Linked DNA regions of Danio rerio: region 1 is linked to region 2. A link is a contact called in public HiChIP or PLAC-seq data. All regions are on one chromosome and are shown on one strand. Each heading gives the region's core, a stretch centred on a gene start, on an enhancer-like site or on the middle of the called end of the contact. The rest is flanking DNA. Distances are from core to core; before and after follow the strand shown. Region 1 holds the start of cuedc2 (CUE domain containing 2). Region 2 holds the start of chst3a (carbohydrate (chondroitin 6) sulfotransferase 3a).

Region 1 (5,353 bases), core at 2,652-5,151, 410 kb after region 2:
TGTAACGTGACTCAATGCAGCCACCTAGTGTTCGCTACGAACATTATCAGAAACATCATATATATTCACTGGTCACCAAATATGGTACATCTTGATAATACCAGAGTTTGCTTTCAGTCTGATTCTGGAAGGCGCTGAAAATACTCCTCAAACATTTGAACAGTAAATCTCCTGTTCCAGCACATGCCAAATATGACCTACTGAATGGAGGTCTGGTGACTGTAGAGACCATTCAGGTTTAGCAAACTCATTGTCATATTTGAGAAACCAGTTTGAGATGATTTAAGCTTAGTGACGGCATGTTATGCTGCTGAAAATATTTATAACATGATGAGTAAAATGTGTTCATAAAGAGGCAAGATGGTTGTGGTGATTAAACAAAGCCTAATCAGTACTACAAGACCCAAAGTATGGAAAGAATGTTCCCGTTACACTAGCTGTACTGAATATAAGACAGCATGGAACTATACTTTCATACTCTTTACACCAAATTCTGACCCTATCGTTTGAATTTCAGGCATCCTTTTATCAGTATTATACCAACCAATTTTGTTGAGCATTTGTAAATGATAGCCTGTTTGCTGTTGTTAGCTGAAGTGTTATCCATTTATTCTGCTGTTGCTGCTGTAGCTCATCTGTTTCAAAGTTTGATGGTTATTTGACTTACGTTTGCCTTTCTGTAAGCTTAAAGTCTTTCCATTCTCATCTGACTTCTTATAAACAAAGAATTTTCTCCCACAGATCTGCCGTTTTCTGCATATTTGAAAAAAAAAATTCAGATCATCCTCTGTAAATCTAAGAGATGGTTGAATTTTAAAAACCCAGTAGATCAGCAGTTTCTGAAAAACTCAGAGCAGCCTGTCTGACAACAAGCGTGCCATGTTCAAAGTTGCTTAAATCACTTTTCTGTCCTTTTCTGATGTCTCTACCACATGATAATAGTTGACTTAACATCTTTAACCTTTAAACTATAATTCAAACACCAAAGCTTTGAGGTAATAACAGGCTACAATAAAACTAAGTTGAAAAGTTGTCAGATTTGTTGCCGGTTTCAACTTTTTATTAATTTTGACAACGGACTATGACAATGAGCCAAAAAGTAACATAAATATTATTTAAAAAGAAAAATACAATGATCTCGTCAAATGTAAACAGAATAAACGTCATTTGCTAAGCTAACATCTACTAATTATACAAGTGGGTATACAAAGTGTATTACTACTTCTAAATGAACACACTGCTACAGTCTTAATATATATCCACTGTGTACATAAGGAATGGGGATGGGTTTCATTCATGCATTCATTCACTTTGTAAGGCAATTCTTCCACCACTGACCCATGAGGGTTACAAAGAGTCCAGCCAAGATGAGGCGTCTTCTCCTAGACTCATTATCAGCCTCATGTACTGTATTTCCCCCTACTAATAATGAAACAGTGCAGCTGGATAAAACACACACGCGTGATGAAGCATTAATTATGCAGCGCTAAACATCTATGAAACCAATTTGTAATCAGGAGGCGTGACAGCATACACTGATATAATAACATTGAACCACCAGAAACCACTGGAGCTCTCTTCTTTACCCTTTATATGTGTGCTAACAGATGCTGACATATATGAGGGCATTATTGAAAAAAACAACAACATGGATACACTCGCTACTACAAACAGACCAGTAACTGACATTTTTAACTCTTTAATTATTTGACTATTCTGCTTAATATTTAATCTACAAATAAATAACATCCTTTGCTAGGAATTAGGACACAACAATGCCATTACACCACAAAGCATTTATCAGAGTTAAATAGATACGGCTGCTCAAGTGAAAACGCTCCATCAGTCAAATCCAAAAGAGAAATAAACACATTGCAACAATCTACACTGCAAATAACTTATATGACTACAATCATAATGCAAATGCACAATTAAACACAAAACGTAGTAGCAAATCTAATGCTAATAAAATTTTAAAGCATATTTCATGTAAAATATTTTTTGCTAAACATATTCATAATTACTTTTATTGTTATAGTTTAATTGACACCATAGAGGTTGACACCAATATAAATTTATGTAAATAAAAAATCAATGTGTAATATATTTTAAAAATATTACAACAATCATCATTATTACAAAAGGGGTATTAGAGGTTAAGACAGTGATTTAAAAAATACTACAAATATCATAATCATCTCTAACATTTAAGTGCACATTTTGTTCATGTATAAGATGTTTTATTTATGAATTTTAATATGGTGTTATTTGGTTCTATTGCTATAGTTAAATGTCTAACTATTACTAAAGTAGATGTGAAAATAAATAGTTCTAGAAGTATTGTTTATTTCACATGTACATACAGCGCTTAGCATATACGAGTGAACCCTTCTCCCACCCCCACAAATCTCTCATTTAAATTACTAATTTTCTATAGCATGCCTTACAATATCATATTTGTGCAAATACATAAGTTTAGTCAGTACTGAAACCAAATCTGGAGCTAATCTAACAAAATAACTAATAATTATGGTTCAAAAATTAGTAGTTCAAATTTAAAAATTATTTTAAAAGTAGCAAAAATAAAGAGAAACAAAAAATATATACAATTTAGTTGAAATGTTGTAGTTTGTAATTTGTTTTATTTTTTGCAATATTTTGCATTAATTTAAATGTATCTTTCCATTTCTAAAGATGTTCTGTGACTAAAATATTCGTTTAATAAATATATCTGCTTAATAAATCTGTTTTATTCAAATGCAGCAATATTTATAACTCATATTCACTGAGAAAGAGATAAAAATATTTATTTTTAAAATATGGTGTACTCCAATAACATGAAAACTGTGCATTAAACTTTATTTAGTCTTTACTTGCTATTGGTAACAATAAAAAAAAATGCCTCAAGCAACTTTGGTCTTTGATTGTGGATGATATGTGGCATAAAACAAATGTTCTATTAAAATATATTGCAATTAGTCAGCATAACAATCATCACACTATTACTTTCCAATTATCTAAAGAAGCACAAAATAATGCAAAAAACATTCATGTGATGCATCAGCAGGTAGAAACAAACTATTTCCCAAGGTATTCTCCAAGGTAGTGTGGATCTCGACTATAGACATAACGCCTAATACGCAGTATCCTACAGCAGGACAGTGTATAGGTAGGATAAAATGCTTTCGTCGACTCTCTGAATGCAATCAAAACAGTGACACGAGGGTGTGTTTACATTAAAGCGGACGTGACGTCGTAGGTTTTGAACCTCAGCGACCGCGCGTAGGGCTAATGAATTAGCTAAACGTTTTACGATTTATTGTCAGCTTGCCAACACAGGCTGTCGATTTGTACATCAGGATTTTTTAAATTCTTGTTTTCCATCAGTGCGGTTTCATCCAGAGGTGAGGTGCACATCGAGAGGCCTTTTGCGCATGTTACATGACTATGCTAAGTTAGCCATCGGCTACCCCACTGAGCACAGATAAACAAACCGTGCTACCAGTATCACATGTGTCTATCTGACTATTAGAGAACGGATGTCAAATATCTACTGTATTTCTAAAATGTTATCTACAAAACCGCGTCTTTAAACGCGTTATTAAAAAGCCGGCTGCTTTTCCACAGTTTGTGGAGATCGCCTGCAAAACAAACCGTGTTTAGACTAACGTTACTTACTGTCTTTCCAATACATATAACACTTTAAAACTACACGAAATCTGCATACAGTTTGTTTAAATGCCGCACAACAAACCGTGTTTAGATTGTTTGGACTTTGCATGAGAAAGTAGTTGGATGCAAGTTTTTGCAGGATATGAAACTGTCATTAACTCTAACGTTATTCGACTACTGTTCAACTTCACGTTGATATGTTATATAATCGCATATTGTGCATTTCCAACACGCTGTTGCGGTATAATTGTCGTGTTAGTTTGGTTTGACAATGTACTTACCTCTCACGTGGATCTCTGACCAACTGTTACTCCCTGTTGTTGACTCTTCTCGTTTTTTTATCCAAATGCAGGCAGGATGGATCTCCAAAAAATAATCCACGACGCGCTGTACGACTTCATTTTGTCATATATTCCTCACGCCGATCTGAGGTGAGGGCGTGTCACTTCGTACGTTTAATGAAAGGTTTTTCCGTTATTTTGTGTGTGGAAAAATAACGTCTGTTTTGTTTAAAACAGTACTCTGGATGATGTCATTCTGTCTTACATCACCGGGGTGCTGGAAGATTTGGGGTCTCAAGAAAGTGTCGAGGAAAACTTTGATGTAGAGGTGTTTGTTGAAATGCTGGAGGCCTACATCCCTGGTTTCTCTGATATCGACAGGTAATTTGGGAAAATGACTTGTAAATGTAGAACTACTGAGATTTACAATATTTTGCCATTACAATTTGATGCGTTTGACTATTTAATGTTTGTCTTGAAGTGTCAAAGTTTGCGAGATGATGTTTAATCTGGCAGCGAAGTTGACTTCAGCCAGGGACACAGGTAATTTCCTCTTTTTCATCAATAAAACAGTAATAATATTTATTATTATAATAAAGCTTTTGAATTATATCAAGATATTGAGGTAAAGTTGGTTATGTATTTGTAAATTCGTTCATTTTATCCCTATATAGTTTACCACACCAATTTGAATATTTGATCTTATGTCACATTAAAGTATGACTTCCAAACAGCAATAACACTATAAAGTTAACTATGAACAATGTTGTACATTAATAGTTCATGGCTGCTTATATTATTTCTCTGTTTATAATTTACAAATAATTCATTAATTCGATTTCTTTTTGGCTTAGTCCTATTAATTATCTGGGGTTGCCACAGTGGAATGAACTGCCAACTTATCCAGCATATGTTTTACGCAGCAGATGCCCTTCCAGCTGCAACCTATCACTGGGAAACACATTTACACTCTCACATTCACACACATACACTACGGACAATTTAGCTTACCCGATTCACCTATTCTCTGCATATGAGTGGGTGTAGCCATTTGAATCTTTTTGGCTCGAGACCTCCAGTCTCATTCACTTCCATTAATTTTTAGAGGTTAAAAGCAGCTCGTTATGCTACTTGATGTTGCAAACTGATCCTTTCTTATTTTATTATTCTACTTTTTATGTATCGTAATGCAAACACTTGTTTGTAGAGCGAGTAGTTGGATCGTTTTCTGCCGTTTATTATTCCTAGTCATTTCTCCCATAGGCAACTGAATCTGAAGTTCTAAAACTATCACAAAAACGAGCGCACTTCCGCATTGAAGAATAAGGTCAATAGCGCATGTCTTCGTACTTCTTGGGGAACACAGAGCACCCAGAGGAAATCCACGTGAACACGGGGAG
Region 2 (5,429 bases), core at 503-3,002:
ATATGTGAAACCTTAAAGAAAAACCACCATTGATCTTTTTTTTTTTTAAACACGCATGGAATTGATTATTCCAACACTTACAAGTGTCTCTTTATTTTGTTATCGAGAAAAAGGTTTGCGGTGTATATTTGTATGTAAACCAACAATTTGCTCCAGAGATATTTCCATTGCCATTTTATATAAAGAACAAATAAGTCTAACATGAGTATATTGAATCACATTCATAAATGCGCATGGATGCAAGCTCAAGCAATAAGTGGCTGCAGTTCACATAATAGCCACTGTCACTAATAACAAAGTTTCTTCGATCTCACATAATTTTGATGGTTCGTTTGTTAAATTTAAGTCACATTGCATCTACATGCCAACTAATTATCATTAGATTATAAGTAGAATGTTAGGGCTAGTGTAAGTTGACATGTACTTGCAAAATTTTTTTATAGTCAGTTAAATGTCTGTTGAAGGAGCAGTATCAACAGATATTAAGCAGACAGTCTACTAATACTCAAATGGACAATCACAATTAAGTGTTACCTTTTCTTTATATACTCTTGCCTTCTGTAGAACCTTCAGTTCTAAATCTAGTTAATTACACTCCAAAACAAGCGTTTATTTATACAGTAAACAAAAACTACCCCCACAACAAGCGGTCAGAGACTGTTAACAGATGGTTCATGGAATTCAAGTCCTGAACTCTCAGGAGTGAAAGAACAGCCAAGGATTACAGTATAGTTACTGTCTGCTTTCATAAGATAGTGTATTAAATAAATACTGTTATAATGCTATTACAAACAATGCAAAATAATACAATGCAAAGTTTATTGTAGCCTGTACATCTAAGCTTTTCGTCACAAATGAAAACTGTTTACTGCCAAACAAAAAAAAATCCACCATCTGGATTCTTTGGATTTAATAAAAGCATTTCAGTCTTGGTGCAATAGGAAGTGACATTTGACTGCGGGCTGTCTAGAGTCAGTACCAATGCTTCTTTTGGATCACTCCATTGTCACTCTCAGCATTATTAAAAGTATAAAATATAAACATCTATATTTAATAGTTAGTAATAAATAAAGTAAACACAAATTCTAACTTTGTCACCATGTGTAATTTGTAATGTATAATACTAAAATGAAACTATAAAAAAGATAATACTGTTGGAATATCTATCTCTATTCCATGCGTGTTCAAGAGAAAAGGTCTGGAGAGGTTTTTCTTCAATGTCAAAAATCGTAACAATTTATTGGATACAAATGAATAATTCGATGACAGAGCTCTGGGTTACGTTACCCCAATGCAATACAAGAATTACATTCAAGAGGTTCGCAACTAACATATATTTCCTGACTTCAGCATATATACACCACCGATCTTAACAGGTGGAGTTTTGGTGTAACGTCACTTGTCAGTCATTGTTCAGTCCTTGGCCGCCCCTTCGGCATACTTCCTCTTTTTCTATGAATTCTCTGCCCAACAACAAAGTATACATCTTTCTGTGTTCTGTGTTCAGTTTTAACACCTCTCTTCAGACAGGAAGTTTCTGCAGAGCTGAATTTAATTTTGGACCCGCATCTATCTACTTCTGCAAAAATGGTAATTAGTATGCACAGCACTCACCCACAACATTAGAAGTTCAGTTAATATATGACCCTTACATGACCAATACAAATAATTGTTTGATTAAAAGTAAAGAGACAAAAAATAATAAAAAATGGTTCCTATTATTCAATAATACCAAAGAAGAACTACCTTTTGCTGGTTAATTGTGTGCCATAGTGAGCAGTGAACTGCTGAGACGTTGTGCTGTTGGACCTGATCATCTTTCATCATTCCACATTAGTGGAATTACTGGACAGGTGATGACAGTGCAGGCTGCTTGTTTGGGAACAAAGCTGAAATTGTCTGTGTCTGCTTATACTCCCCTGAGCCAAATGCTATAAATCTGTCACCACCTGGAATCAATATACAGTATTGGTGTGTTAGTGGGATTGTTATGTTTCTATGGAAATGGTTCCAAAACGTGTTTTTTTCTTCTTGATTTTGTTTATTGCAGATGAATTGTAGACCTAGGTTCTGACATGAGATGAACCCAAAACAGTTGGCAGAAGTGACTAAATAGCAGTCTGTGGAGGGATTTCCGAAAGAAAAGTTCATTTGAGGATGAGGAACAAGTACGCAATCATCATCATCTGCATTGTGGCACTTGTCATCATTGAAAAGGAAAACAATATTATTTCAAGGTGAGAGTTTGTTGGAATAAATAAATATGGGTTCATCAGTTTAAGGGGTTTTACATTTATTTCTTTGATTCAATAATTGCAGGGTCTCAGACAAGCTGACTCTCCGACGGACGCAGGAGCATCCAGTGCCCTACAATGCTTCCAATACTCTGGTAGCAACAGGGTACAACAGTTCCTATCTAGAGAGCATATATGGTAAAAATGGCAGTCAAGCAGGCCGAAAGCACATCCTCCTAATGGCCACAACACGGACAGGATCTTCCTTTGTGGGCGAGTTCTTTAACCAACAGGGCGACAACATGTTTTACCTCTTCGAACCACTCTGGCATGTGGAGAGGATGCTATCTATTGGCTCGAGTGGCACAAATGGCAGCATGTCTGTTTGGATGTACAGGGACGTCCTGCAGCATCTTTTCCTGTGCAACTTCTCAATGTTGGAGCGCTTCATCAGTCCTCCTCCGCGGGATCACGTTACCCCTTCCCTGTTTCGCAGAGAGTCCAGCAAAGCCCTCTGTGAGGAGCAAGTTTGCTCTCCAGTCGTAAAGTACATTTTTGAGAGATACCATTGCAAGACAAGACGTTGTGGGCCTCTTAATTTGACCATGGCGTCCGAGGCTTGTCTAGCAAAACATCACAGGGTGATCAAAACAGTTAGAGTACGTCAACTAGACACACTCCGTTCTCTAGTAGAGGACCCTCGGCTGGATGTCAAACTCATACAGCTTGTGCGAGACCCTCGAGCTATCCTGGCTTCGAGGATGGTGGCGTTTGCTGGCAAGTACCAGAACTGGAAAAGTTGGGCTGTCAATGGGGAAGTGCCAATAGAGGATGAAGAGGTTAAGCGTCTTGAAGGAAATTGTAACAATATCCGAATCTCCGCCGAGCTGGGCTTAAGTCAACCCAAATGGTTGAAAAAACGCTATATGTTGGTACGTTATGAGGATATCGCCCGGTACCCCATGCAGAAAGCAGCAGAAATGTACAATTTCACAGGCATCCCGATGACGACACAAGCAAGGGACTGGATCCTCAAGAACACACACGCATCAGAAGCAAACGGAGTCTATTCAACCCAAAAAAACTCTTCAGAACAAGTGGAGAAATGGCGGCTCAGTATACCATTCAAACTTGCACAAGTTGTACAAAAAGTCTGTGGACCGACCATGAAACTTTTTGGGTACAGGTTTATAGACAGTGAACAAACACTTTTAAACAAATCTTTCAGTGTGCTGGAAGAAAAGCAATTCATTTAGTCCTGAATTGTTTTTGAATTGGTTAAGGAAAACCAAGCATGAATTGCTATATGCATAGCAGACACACACTGGCACAATGTAGCACACTGGGACATTGCTTAAGTCCAAAGTATACTTCATTTTTATATATGCTTGCGGGGCAGGGCTCCAGACTAACTTTTGAGAGCAGTGGCACTGGTGCTGCTAAGCTCTACAGATAATGACACAAACACCAGATTTGTTAGTGCTGCATGTAATTGTAATTACAAGTTTTGTCTCTTAGAAATACACATTTAACAGTAGACTGAGTTAAGAGCTAAAATCCAGATATACACAGTATATATTTTCATAAATGAAGTACATTCTATAAAAATGCAATAGATTCAACTTATTTATTTGTTGATTACAATGACCACAAGTACCATTTAACAACCTCACTTCCTTACCAAGTGGTCTAAATTTTGGATATGTGCATAATAAAAAGGTTGATGAAAACACCAAGATGCGCATAAATTTTGAAAATGTGCATAAAAAACATGTGCATAACTGAGAAGGATAAACTTTTTATTCGATAAGAAACGATGCGCATAAACTATGATGAAAACACTTTTACCGAACAAATTCCAGTATGTGCATTAAAAAAGGTCATGTGATTTTGTTATAAGAGATAAAAACCAGCAGGCTGAGCACATTGTAAAACATCTAAAATGTTGTTTTGGTCATTCTAAAATGGTGTAACCGTTTCTGTATTAGTGTAATTAGTTTTACTGCTTGTCAGGATTGTCTTCTGAGGCACAAGTCATTTATCAAATGAAGAAAAGATTCACGCGGCTTCTCCTACCGCAGCAAATTCCATTTTTACTGTTTTTTTTAAAAGTTAATCAGGAAGTGACGATTTTGTTCACTTTACTACTTGGATTGAAACGGTACTTTATTCGCACGTCTTTTTACTTCCGCATTACCCCTGTATTACACATAAAGTTAATTAGCATTATAGGATGGAAACATAGCTATTGGCAAATTTGTTTAACATTTGGTTTCATAGTATAGTTCAAACTTAACCCTTCTCCCTTTATTTAACAGTCAACATTTATTCGACGGGTCAAAACACATTCCTTCTATCTCATGCTGTGCTGCCTTTGAAACTAAGTTAAAAAATAGTCAGTGCACATAAAAAATTCGGTTTTATTTAGATTTTGGTGCAATGTATCTCATGCATAATGTCATTCTTTATCAGTCTAGCAAATCAATTTGTGGCTCCCAGACAACCTCTAAAGCCGATTTTTGTACGGTACAGTAAGTTTCAGCACAGCTCAGCTTGATTTGGATTTGCTTGACCAGGTTGCATTTAGCCTGCAGTTTAATTCCGCTTAAATTAAGGAGGACTATTGCTATAGTTGCGCCGCCTCTACTTCAGTGACATCATCATAAACACAATACAAATGAATGAGTAACACAAACAAAAGCACAACACAAAGACAATGGATGCTACCAATAAAATTGTGTTATTTAAAACAGTGTTTCTCAACCACGTTATTGGAGGACCACCAACACTGCATGTTTTGGATGTCTCCGTTATCTGTCACACCCATTACAGGTCTTTCAGTCTCTGCTAATGAGTCAGGTGTTTTTGGAAAATGAGACATGGAAAATGTGCAGAGATGGTGGTCCTCACGCTGTAAAACCCAACAGTCAACTTTATCAAATGAAATAAGTGTAGTTAACTCAACATTTTCTGAACATTAATTCTACACATTTAGAAAGAGTTTTCAACTCAGTGTTGAAGATAATGAGTTAATTAAATACCTCATTACTTCAATTTAAATGGAGTAAGTTCACAGTACTCATATAGATTAATATTATAACTCATATGGTTTGTAGCAATCGATTTTCTCAAATGGTTTGAGTTGCCTTAACTTATTGGGTTTTACAGTACTTAGTTGGTTTGAGTTCTCTTCAT

The links. HiChIP or PLAC-seq counts read pairs in DNA pulled down with a chosen protein or histone mark.
Region 1: a contact with region 2 is called in an H3K4me3 HiChIP or PLAC-seq map of embryo, with 7 times the contacts expected there. The contact joins the promoter of cuedc2 here to the promoter of chst3a in region 2. A contact is called at or near these places in 3 of 18 Hi-C or Micro-C datasets (caudal fin and embryo) and 1 of 4 datasets of contacts at active chromatin or transcription factors (embryo).

The regions. Positions count from the first base shown.
Region 1 is chr13:33,315,103-33,320,455 of GRCz12tu, forward strand. cuedc2 (CUE domain containing 2) reads left to right here and starts at 3,902. Exons shown (of 8, transcript NM_001017994.2): 1 at 3,902-4,103; 2 at 4,191-4,334; 3 at 4,435-4,496. The coding sequence starts at 4,030.
Region 2 is chr13:32,906,405-32,911,833 of GRCz12tu, forward strand. It overlaps chst3a (carbohydrate (chondroitin 6) sulfotransferase 3a), which reads left to right and starts at 1,753. Exons shown (of 3, transcript NM_001145571.1): 1 at 1,753-1,853; 2 at 2,051-2,237; 3 at 2,320-3,490. The coding sequence starts at 2,158. The coding sequence ends at 3,490. It also overlaps a transcript of cdhr1a not described here.